2 separate regions of the Ovis aries genome follow, and region 1 is linked to region 2. The links are chromatin contacts, called in public Hi-C maps. All regions are on one chromosome and are shown on one strand. Each heading gives the region's core, a stretch centred on a gene start, on an enhancer-like site or on the middle of the called end of the contact. The rest is flanking DNA. Distances are from core to core; before and after follow the strand shown.

The links. A called contact is a pair of places that touch in the nucleus more often than the background predicts.
Region 1: a contact with region 2 is called in a Hi-C map of mesenteric adipose tissue, with 4 times the contacts expected there. The contact joins two enhancer-like sites. A contact is called at or near these places in 11 of 16 Hi-C or Micro-C datasets (blood, hypothalamus, liver and 6 more).

Annotation. Positions count from the first base shown.
Region 1 is chr2:13,421,897-13,427,798 of ARS-UI_Ramb_v3.0, forward strand. The region is part of intron 4 of PALM2AKAP2 (PALM2 and AKAP2 fusion); the gene reads right to left. Among named protein-coding and RNA genes, the nearest start is that of PALM2AKAP2, 260 kb to the right of the region's middle. Within about 2 kb of position 1,610, at least 4 of the 54 cell types and tissues checked have an H3K27ac peak or open chromatin away from gene starts, as enhancers often do.
Region 2 is chr2:13,179,502-13,185,453 of ARS-UI_Ramb_v3.0, forward strand. It overlaps PALM2AKAP2 (PALM2 and AKAP2 fusion), which reads right to left. Exons shown (of 10, transcript XM_027964123.2): 9 at 3,684-3,862. Among named protein-coding and RNA genes, the nearest start is that of C2H9orf152, 40 kb to the left of the region's middle. Within about 2 kb of position 2,915, at least 1 of the 54 cell types and tissues checked has an H3K27ac peak or open chromatin away from gene starts, as enhancers often do.

The DNA.
Region 1 (5,902 bases), core at 360-2,859, 240 kb after region 2:
CAGTCAAGGCGTGAGTCTGAACCCCCTGTCTTCAGGCCCTAATTAAAAGTGTTCCAAGGACTGAGATGGTCTCAAATCAATGAGTTCTACAAGGAAAACCAGTCCTGGGCCTGATGAGCTGTGTACTGCCCTCCCACCCAATGCTCAGCAGCCGGAAAGGGCCTGGAGTTACAGACTAATAATCATCACAGCAAATTCTGAGGCTCCCCTCTCCCCTACAGCAGAGAGGCTGAGTCAACACCAAGCACCAGGTCCTCCTGGAGTGTCCTGTAGGGGATGTCAGCACATCGTGGCCCTGCACTATCGGTGTTTCCTTGGCACGTTCACAGAGTCCTTCTAGCATATCCCTGTTATTTTTCCATCCTACACGTACAACAGAGACATTCTGTCTTTATGTATGTATACCTATGGGCTTCTCGGGTAGCTCAGCTGGTAAACAATCCGTCTGTGATATGGGAGACTTGAGTTCAATCCCTGGGTTGGGAAGATCCCCTGGAGAAGGGCATGGCAACCCACTCCAGTATCCTTGCCTGGAGAATCCCCATGGACAGAGGAGCCTGGTGGGCTACCCTCCATGGGATCACAGAGTTGGACATGACCGAGTGACTAAGCACAGCATGTATACCTATGGCTGATTCATGTTGATGTATGGCAGAAATCATCACAATATTGTAAAGTAATTATCCTCCAGTTAAAAATAAAATTTAAAAAAAAAATTCCAGGGAGAAGGCCGGGTGGGGCCCCTTTCCAGTGGTATATCTGGTTTTGAGAAGCAGCTACATCCCCTGTGGTCCTGACTCAAGGTGCCTCCTGGTGGCCTGGAGGCTGGGCAGATAGAGAATGGCCTTGGTGGATGAACTCAGCTGGCCTGAGCTCTAGGAAACCCTACTTAAGGCAGCTGAGTGGACCCATGTCCCACACAGGCACTGCAGAAGGTAAGGAAAGCCACATACACCACATTTATTATAGGATTCTGGGACAAAAACGTTCAGAACCAAAATAAACTTGTAAATATTTTCTCTGATGAACTTTATTCCAATAGACCTATCAGCCCTGATTCTGTTTTACAACAGCTAGTATCTTGAGACATCAAAGGAGAAGGATATACATTTCTGAGCTTTCAAATCCCCAAGGCGAACAGGATCTTTCTTATACCAAGAGTCTGCCCATGAGAACTTCCAGATACAAAATGAATCACATGCAGGGATCAGAGTCAGGGTCATAAAGCATTATGTAAGCCAAAATAGCGAAGCTCTTAGAAGCAAGACTTGCATCAGGTCCAAAGAAGAATGCCCTTTAAAGCTGATGTGGAGACCTGGGTTTTAATTGAAGCCTCTGTCAAAGGGACAATCTGATTTGCCACTTGAAATGGAAACTCAGAAACAGTACTTTGTGCTCCAAAATGATAATTAAAAAAAAAACCCTGCCTCATCTTGGTGGTTTGGCTTATATAGAACTGGCATGGGCCATCTCTCTGTTCAGGCTGTGGTCCTACCCCTGGAGTTGGCCTGCCACAGTCTATTATTTCTGGATCCTGAGGCTAAGCCAGAATCACCTGCTGAAAGCACAGGAAATCTCACTCAACATTCAGCTGAAAAGAGAGCTCAGGGTAGACCAGACTCAGTGATGAAACAGTACAGGCATCTCAGTGTGGGAGCTCTCACACAGCGGCAAGGAAATGTTTTTTGTGTGAATGAGGGAAGGACCACAGGCTTCACATATGAGAGTTCTCATATGCCCACAAAACCCCAAATTGTCCCCCCAGATGATATGTGTGTAAGGTCTTACAGGTTACAAAGTCCTCTCACAGCAGTTAGGGACTGTTCTGTCAGAATTCAGATACCTCTCATGCCACCACCTGGCTTCTGTGAAGCCTCTCCTGATTGTCTGGACCAGGGGGAAGCAGGAGAATGCACCATGGAGTCACTCAGTTGTGTCCAACTCTTTGTGGCCCCAGGACTGTAGCCTGCCAGGCTCCTCTGTCCATGGAATTCTCTAGGCAAGAATACTGGAGTGCGTTGCCATGCCCTTCTCCAGGATTTTCCCAACCCAGGGACTGAACCCAGGTCTTCCACACTGCAGCCAGATTCTTTACCATCTGAGTCTCCAAGGAAGCCCAGAAAGTACCGTAAAGGAGCCCAGATCAGGAGGAATCAGATTAGTCTGACATTTACTGGCTAAAACAATGGGGAATCTCCTACTTATCTTAGTCTCCATTTCCTCGTCTATCAGACGGTTATAATGATGTATAGCGGAAAGTGTGAAAGTCGCTCAATCATGTCCGATTCTTTGCGACCCATGAAATTCTCGAGGCCAGAATACTGGAGTGCGCAGCCAGCTGTTCCCTTCTCCAGGGGATCTTTCCAACCCAGGGACTGAACTCAGGTCAACTACACTGCAGGTGGATTCTTTACCAGCTGAGCCACAAGGGAAGCCCATAGTGATGTATACGGAAGAGCTATTTCTAAGCTCTGAAAATTAAATGAGTTAATATTTAAAACATCTTAGAACATTGCCTGCCATCGAGTAAGTATTATTTAATTTGTGTTCTCACTTTCTCCTCTGGTGTCTTAAAAAAATTGAATTTAAATACTATTATGTTAAACACCACATGCACTACTTTACAAGACAGACCAAAACTACTATTTAATGGAATAAATTCAATGCATCCTCTGAATCATGATTTGTGGTCCATAGCATTCAAGAATACCCATAGATTCTTTACATTAAACCAAATTTCCAGAGAATGTGAATAAACCCATCATTTGAATGCTAAAAGGAAAATTAAATAATTGATAATTGTGTTAAAATTCGTGTGTGTGTGTGTGTACATGTTTTTAAAACTCTGGAAAATATAACTCAAGTTCTCAACGTAGGAGAGGCTTATAAGCACATGGGGCGCCGTCTAGTGGCGGGTGAAGTCATATTCCACCAACTGAGGTAGTGTGTTTGGGAATTAATGTCATGTCCAGCTCTCTGAGACCCGCTGGACTGCTGCACACCAGCCTTCCCTGTCCTTCACTGTCTCCCGGAGTTTGCTCAGATTCATGTCCATTGAGCCAGTGATGCTATCTAACCATCTCATCCACTGCCGCCCTCATCTCCGTTTGTCTTCAAACCTTCCCAGCATCAGGGTCTGTTCCAATGAGTCGGCTCTTTGCATCACAACTAACTCAAGGTCTTAATGTAGGAGAGGCTTATACGCACATGGGGCGCCATCTAGTGGCGGGTAAAGTCATATTCCATCAACTGAGTAGTGTGAGAATATCTATCTGGGAGGAAATTGCTGCTGTGTACTTGAGAACAGAAAGCTCAGCATATTAACATTAAAATGTCCATTACTCTCAATGCTTTGTTCCTTTGCTCTCCAAGGAACAGTGTGCTTGCCCTTAGTGGTATATGCAGAAGTCTCCATCCAAAGCCTGTGAACCTACCTTGTTAGCTGCTCTATAACAGGGAGAAATTCTGGCTAAGAAGATCCTGAGGTTCCAGCCTTCAGGAGGCAGTGGCTGGGAGTCTTTGAATCATCTCATTTTTATAGGAGTCACGTCACATAAGCCCACTGACATCATCAGTGGGCTATGGTAGGTATCCCCAAAGTCGAGTGATGAACAACCTAAACAGTGACCCTATGGTCCAATACAGCCAGCCCTTCCCAAAACCCATGTCCTCCCTACCCTGAAGGCCCGTCACTGCGTTGACATGGACCCTGAGGCCCCTGGCTCTTCCCACTTTTGGAAAGCAGCAGTAAGGCCCTGCAGGGTATTCTCCCAGAGTCCCCACCCTGAGGCTGAGGCTGGCTCAGCATACTCTCCAGCACATGGGGGTCCTTAGCCCTTTGCTTAAGGAGCAGCTCTCATCTGTACATCTGATCACTCAACAACCAGAGCCAGGAGCGATACCTGGCTCACGAGGTCAAGCACGACTATGAAATTCCAAGTGCAAACGCCAGTCCACTGTTATCTTAGGAACCCCAGCACTCATCCTAAGGACTTGCACAAAGGAGCTCCTGGGTACCCGTGGCATTGAGTGCAGGCTTGCACCCCCATGCACCCTTCTCCCCCACGTTCTCTCCTCTGGACCAGGGTAAGAGTTTGGCTGGGATCCCCCTGGACAGGGAGTTCCTCCCAGAGTGAATTGGTCACGTGCATCCTTGGATCTCCAAGTCAGCCAGTGGCACTGTACATGTATGGGGAGAGACCAGCAGGATCTATGATGAGGCAGTAAGGTTAAAATGAGGAGATGGCCCAATTGACTTTATAATGAAAGAGCCCTACTGTTCCAATCACATCCCTCCCATTAAGGTTCTGCTACTGGCTAGAGAGAAACAAAATCCACAGAAGGACAAGCTCTGAACTGTAAGAGGAGAAAGACAAAAGGACACTAACAGGAGCTGGGACCCGTGATGTGCTAGGCATAGACTAGACACTTCATGTGCACTAACTAAGTGAAACCTCACAAAAGCCAAAGGAGATGCCTATTATTGATCCCTGCTTTACAGATGAGTTAAGCAGCTTGCCCAAAGTCCCATGCCATAAACCAAGTGCAGAGCTGAGGCTCAGACCAAGGTCAGTCAATGCTCAAGAACATACTCTTTTCACTGCATCTTGTAATAATCCCTGCCCAGTCATTCATATGGGAAGAGGAACCCCTAATATATGGGAGAACTCTGGGCTCAAGATATTGCTGAGATCAACAGCAATAATAATAATAAAGAAGAGAAGGAGGGGGTTCAGAAGAGAGAGGGACGTAGGGATAGGGAGAATGAAGGGGAAGACAATGGCGCTGACTGTGAAGATACTACTGAGCAGGTCTAGAATTGGTTCCAAGGTTGCGAGCAGTCCTTCATGGTGCACCAGTGCCTCTCCAGAGCCTTGGGCCACCTCGGTTGATGCTCAAGCATGAGGCTCTTGAGATTAGTGAGTACTGGGAGCCAGCGTGAGGAACTCCGCCCATGGCAAAGGTCATGAGGAAGGAGGCTCAACATTACGCAAAGGCAGGATCAAGCCTCAGGAGACACCCCGTTCCTGAGCATCTACTCCCAAAACCAGAGTCTGCCTACTTTACTGTTTTATGCTCTCACCTACACCTCTGACTTTACGAGGGGCTGACCCCCACCACCTCTTTCGGAGAAGGAGTTAACTTACAGTTCCAAGTTAATAAAAAATTCCTGGGCGTGACAAGAGTGTTTCAACTTACAAACTCCTCTGAAGGTTCTCTAGCCTGCCTGAGCAGGTTCATCCAGCCACATGTGATTGTTTACAGTCTCCCAGCCATGAGAGGCATGAGATGCTGTAAACTTTCTAAATTCAGATTCTTTTGAGAAGTTAGAAAATTATTAGTATAGTATAGTGGGTTCATTAGAAATTATATTGGTGAAGGGTTTTTCATTTGTTGAGCCAATGTTTGCTGCTAAATCTCCATATTCCCAGCCCTTATAATGAATATAACTAGCATATGGGAGAAATAAGTATTAACCTTTGATATCAACCATGTTAAACCTTAGGCTAAGTAAATTCCTTTTCTTGATTATAACCCCCTGCACCCTCACCCTATAGGAATGCAACTTTATCTGGTGCCTTTGGAGGGTGGCGCCTAGTTTAAGAAAAAATCACCCCTGGAAAAAATAAGTTTTCTGGTTGACTGACCGTTATCAGAAAGGGCCATAAAATGTCAGCAGGCCTCATGGCCAGAAGATGATGTAAAACCCCTAAGACCTTTGTATACTTTTATATGAAGCACCTGATTTTGACAAGGGTCAGGTCTGCTGACCCTGTGTGACTCTGTATTCATCCCTATGTATAACAAAAAATATATAAGCAAACCTGAAAATAAAGAAAATGGATCAGTTTCTGGAAAGACTGATTCCCCCAGGTCATTCTTTCTTTCCCCTTCTGGCTGA
Region 2 (5,952 bases), core at 1,665-4,164:
ATACCAGGTGGGGGATGGATGAGGCTGAGCTCAGTGCCCCGGTCTCCTCCCCAGCTGCGCAGCCGACTAGGACTGCCTCCTCACAGTTTCGGAAAAGCGTGCCTTTTCCTAATTCTCACAAGAGTCCTTACAGGCTGGTAAACAGCCCAAGGTAAGTGGGTAGGGTTGGGGTTAGCAATCCTCCTACCCCTAAATTAGCCAAGGGGGCCACTAAGAGGTACAGCCTGGCTGAACCTGAAGCATGGTGACACTCATCAGTGACCACACCAAGCAGAAGGCCCCAGCCCAGGCGGATGAAGACCGTTGCGACTGAAGCGTTAACGTGCCCCAGGTTTGAGCTGGGGAACAAGGATGGCCATCTGAGGGTCATTTTTTCAGAAGAGGGTTTGTGCTGGTTCCTTGTCACTGATTTCATCCCCAACTGCAAAATGAAGCAAAACCTCCACAGATGACTTTCACATCACCAAAACAGTGACTCCTGGGCAGATGTGCCCAGAGAGAGATTCGTGATCTCATATTTCACCTTCTGTCATTCTCTGAGCCCTCACTGTGGTTCCAGCAGGAGGGAGGCTAGCTGAAGAGTATGAAAAAGAGCACTATGTACTGTGCAGCTGCCTCAGTGCCACCACCTGCCAGGGACTCCTTGAGCCAGAGGCTTCCCTCCTATCCCGCATATGATATCTTATCAAGTGGGGAAATGGAAGGTCCTGAACTACAGACAGGTCTCCAGATGCCAGCGCTACTCTGGGGTGGAGGGTTGCTATACCTGTTTTGATGGTAAGGATCAGTTTTTTTTCCCCAGATAGGTTAGCAGAAACTACTCATGCAAACTCCAGGGACAGCTACACTTGTCTTCTCTTTCTTCTCTCCTCCCACCCTCATTAACATCATTGTACCTAGCGCATCACCACGCACACATTCCAATTTTGTTTTTAAGCCTGCCTTCTCCTTGGGAAGTACAGTATGTAAGAATTCTCTTCATTCAGTTCAGAAAGAGCTTGCTACTTCCTAAGGGTGAACACGTGGTTGGGTCCTGATCACATGTGAGCGACTCATAGCTGCCGAGTGGCTTTGGGGAAGAAATGGTGGCAGGCCCAAGTGCTGAGTCACAATGGCCCCAGATCAGTTAGGATGATAGAAGCTGGAGGAGCTAAGAAGCCACATCTTACCCCAAGGATCATGTATGTGGATGGAGCAAGGAGAAAATAATTACCAGCTTCTGGGGCAGGGAAGCCAGTGACAAAATTCGGGCTTCAAGCCATCCATCTGCTCCCTATGGTTAATATTTTGGTATGAGAGACAATTAAAGAAGGGCCACAGATCAGCTAGGAAAAGAGATGAAGGCTTGTTCATTCCTACAGGTAAACTTCAACATATTCTGCAGTGATTGATGGTAACACAATAGAAAGATTCCCTGAATCAAAAGGACGAAGACAGGTTAACAGGTGGCTCTGAGATGAAATCTCGCTGATGATCATTCATTTGCTTTAGAAGCAATTGTAGTATACTGTTCTTTTGTTCCTTCCAGATTTGGGTCTCTTAAAAGAGATCCAGTAGGTTGGATAGATTTTTTTTCTAACCCTAAGAACTTTCACCAGCGAAAAACTTGGTTCTCTTGCAGTATCAAAGACAGTGCAGAGCACTTGGCCTTGACTTTGAGATCTGGGAATATGAACAGTTTGCTTAGTAGGTTTCTTCCTTTTCTAAAATGCTGATATACTTGAAAAAACAAACAAACAAACAAACAAACAAACCAGAGACAGGAGTGTGTAAGTAAAGGGCAACCAGTGTTAAAAGGCTGATTCCAAGCAGCTTCCTTCATGCAAAGGGGGAAATCCAACCTGAGTGGTATACGTCAGGTGGCTGCCTAAGTGTCTGTTCGTCTCTGCCTATGACATGAGCGCGAGCAGGCTCTTTACTTCCAGTTATGGTGTTTTCCCCTGACACCTGCCCTTCAACACAAAAGGCATGCACAAGAGATACAGAGAGGGTGCTTCAAAATCACTTGTCTGGGTCACATGCAAAGTGATCCCTTAGTTCCTCCGTATCCCCACATCCCAGCCAACTTCCACCAAGGCTGCCGATATACAGTGTGAAATCGTACATACAGCCCTAAGCTTCAAGACGGTCACAGGCTCCAGAAAATACCTAAAGGTTAACTCCGTAATTTTAAGGAGGGCTCAAAGAAGGGCAGAAAGGGTCTTACAGGCTCAGAGAAGGAGCCCTAGTGGTGGAAACCTCAGCAGCAGCCAACAAGGGCCAGGCCCATTCCACTGTACAATACAGGGAACAGCCCAGAAATATTCCAGCCCCACAGAGGAGCTGGGTTAGCTTTCCAAGCAACTGAGGTACAAGCCCAGGTAAGAGGAGGCTGAGAGACACCAAGTGGGTCATTCGGCTGCCACAGGCACGTTCACTTTCTTTCTTTACCACTAAAATGTTCAGTATCTGGCTTCAACCCCAGAAATCCTTTCACTCAGCCACCTAGAATATGAAAGGCAGTTAATCAGCATGGAACTCCTACTGTGAGCCCCATCGTGTTCAAGTTTAAGGTGAGCAAAGAATTTATCATCCAAACTGGGGCACTTTTAAGAGGGAAAGGGGATGCTATTAATAATTACACGAGGATAAGAGGCAGAAACCAGGACTGTCCTGGGTCAACTGGGGCATATCCTCAACCAACCTGAGCTATTTCAGGGGAGGAGGTGGTTACCTCAATAAATGCTAAGAGACAGAAGCCAGCAGACTCCGAGGAAGTTGACATGGACCCCTGAGGCTGATCCCCAGGCTCCTGGCTGTGCAGGCTGTGGGGAACAAGGGCTCTTAAGTCCCTTACTAGAGAAAGAACCCACAGAGCTGACGACTTCCTTCGCGGTTGATGGGAACATCACATGCAAAGTTTTCAGAGTTAAGGGTAGCAGGGTAGCTGTGTGGTTTTTAACTGTCATTTTAAAAAGCTCTTTCCTGACAAACTGTACACACGGGCTTGGTAACAGCCCAAAACATATTGAGTCTTCTGAGCACTATGTACCATTTATAGGGATTGCCCGGAGCAGACACTGAAGGATCAGCCTTGTCATAGTTCCCTGCACCATGCCTGACCTTTTTGGCACCAGGGACCAGCTTCACAGAAGACACTTTTTCCATGGACCAGGGTCGGGCTGGGGGGATGGTTTCAGGATGATTCAAGTGTATTACATTTATTGTGTACTTTATTTCGATTATTATTACATTAACTCCATCTCAGATCATCACTCATTAGATCCCAGAGGTTGGGGACTCCTGCCTAGAGAAATAAGATCTATACAGAGCAGGCGAGCAATGGCTGTGGTCAGCTCCCTGGTGTCTGTGGGTGATTTCGAGGGCTTATGTCCTTCTTTCTGTGTTCCCCCTGCGTGGTATCTTTCTACACATCCCATAGCTCATGTACAAGCTGTGCCAGTAGATTCAGACCAGAACTTGGCAGTAAAAAGACCCACTCTTGGCATGATCAATGTTTCTGAGGAATAAGACAAACCCCAACCCAACTCCAGGCATGTTAAAACCACACATCTGAAAATTGGTGCTGGCACCATGATGCTGGCCAGACAGCCACACACACATCAGAGCCTGATCCACGGTACCATACACCACGCCGACGTTCACCCCTGGATGCAGGAAAGAGGAAAGGAGGAGAAACTTACACTACTATCATCCATTCTCTCGCGCCTTTTAGATTTGTGTGTCTCATAGTCTTCCATGAGGGTCTGCATCAGATTCTTGGGCCGCTGTGATCCGGCAGCCTCTTCGGGGGCTAAGTCAGGCTGCAAGCTGGGACCTTCAGGTGTGGGGGATGGAGGAGGTTTGACTTTCTCTATTTTCCCTGAAACAAACAACACGAAGAGAACACCCTTTCTAATAAGCTTGTCTGCTCATGACGGCTTTCGGAAAGAAGAGAACGCTGGCAAAAAAGCAACCTGTGACATAGAGCGTGGTACCAGAACGATGGTTAAGTGCAGATCATTTTATTACAAGGATCCAAGTGCTTAAGGATTAATGTCACAAATGCATCCAACAAAGACCTCAAGGAAACTGGTTCTAAAGTCAGTTAGGCCAAAGAGACCTAGACCTGTCAAGCATTTCACAAATATATGTCAGGCAGACAGACAGACAGACAGATAGACAGACACTGGCTCTGGTTGTTTTGGGGGACATGTATTCTATTCGAATCTTAAAGACCCATTTCTTACAGATAAGGAAAACTGAGGCTCTGCAAAGAGAAGGCTCTGCTGAGTCACCAGGAGGCTGGCGATGGTAACCAGGTCTCCTGGTTTCCTTCCCAGGCTCTTTCTCTTCTATCAGAGGTCACCGATGGTCAGACGAGCAGCCCGAGATTTTTGTATGGACAGCAGGGGTTGTAAAATCCCTGAGTGAGAACTAAGCCTGTTCTTCCTGGTCTTACATCAATCTGCCGGCTTCACTTTTTACCTTACCTGTCATGGTCTTGAAAGCATTTAGGTTTGAGTTCCCAGATCTTAGGAATGAATGCCAACAACCGCAGGTTCAGTGTTGTAGGAAAGGGGTGTGACAGACTTGGGAAAGGTGAGGTTTCAGCTTTTGAGATGCCAAACAGGAATTCGCAGGATGAGATCAGGGCCACAGTCACAGTGGTGTGGTGACGTCAGGCACTGCCACTAAGACTGCCCGCATCCCACCCTCTCGGGAAAAGCCTTGCCCGGACTTCTGGCCCAGGTAGGAGTGGGTTTTATTGCCAGAGCCCAAACACACCTCTGAGAAGTAGCTTCAGGTTCAACAGTCATGATGTTCCCAACTATGCCCCCTGTGGGAGACACAGGGGCTGTAAACAAGGAACACAGAGAAAACACACAAAATACATGGGCCTGTTTTAAGCACCAAAGTTTGGAAACGACCAGGGGAGGTTCAAGACCCACTTGACCCACCTCCTACTCCCCAGAATGCCTGATGTAGCCAGCCAGAATCACAAGTGAAGCCTGGGGTCTGTGTCTCTATGTGGGTGGCTATAAGACTTTACCAGGCAGAGCTCCTTTGATGGGAGGTGGGAAGGCCCTCAGAGTTCAAGAAGCTTGGGTTTTAATTTCTGCTCTCCCATGAGCCAGCCATGAGGTTGGCTGTGGACAACCATGTTATATTCCCACTTTAATTTTGGACTGATCACTTAGGTTCTCCAAGTTTCAACTTCCCTAGCAAGGAAATGAGAATACAGGGAGACGCTGTCTTGGAAGTCCTTCTTGGAAGTCCACTCTAACTCAAACGTTTTGCTATTCTATCAAATATATTTGGCAAGAAGATCAATCTTTACCGGTTTAAAAAATAGTATATGACCAGCCCATTTGGCAATTATGTAGGAAATGATTTTTACTACATGGGCACCATTACATTAGTAACTTAATGAAACTCACTGCTTTGATCTCAATTACCCAGATCATTGGTAGAAAGTCTTTTGATATTAACAGTAAGGGTACAAATATTTGAAGGTCTTGAAATCCTCTGGAAACGGTTTCTATTTTTCATTATGAAAATCAGGGAATACTATCATGATGCCAATGGACTTATCAACTATATTAACATTTATCAAGATTTTACCACTCCCGTTTCATCTATGCTACCTTCCTGCCTTCCTCGCACCCCTCTGTACGAAAATATTTGAAGCAATCTCAGACCTCAGGCAATATAATTCTGGACTACTTAGTATGTATTTCTAAAAATTTTGATTAACTTTTATAATGAAGCTTTGAGAAATAATACAGCCCAGTGGCCAGCACGCAGTTCTAGAGCCAGTGTGCTTGGGTTTGAGTTCATTACTTAGCAGCAAAATACCCTTGGGCAAGTTACTTGTTTGGTTTTTTTTAAGTTTTTCTATCTCAGTTTCCTAATCTATAAAACTGGCATGTTGGTAGAAGTACCTACCTCATACAGTTGGTAAAAGAAGCA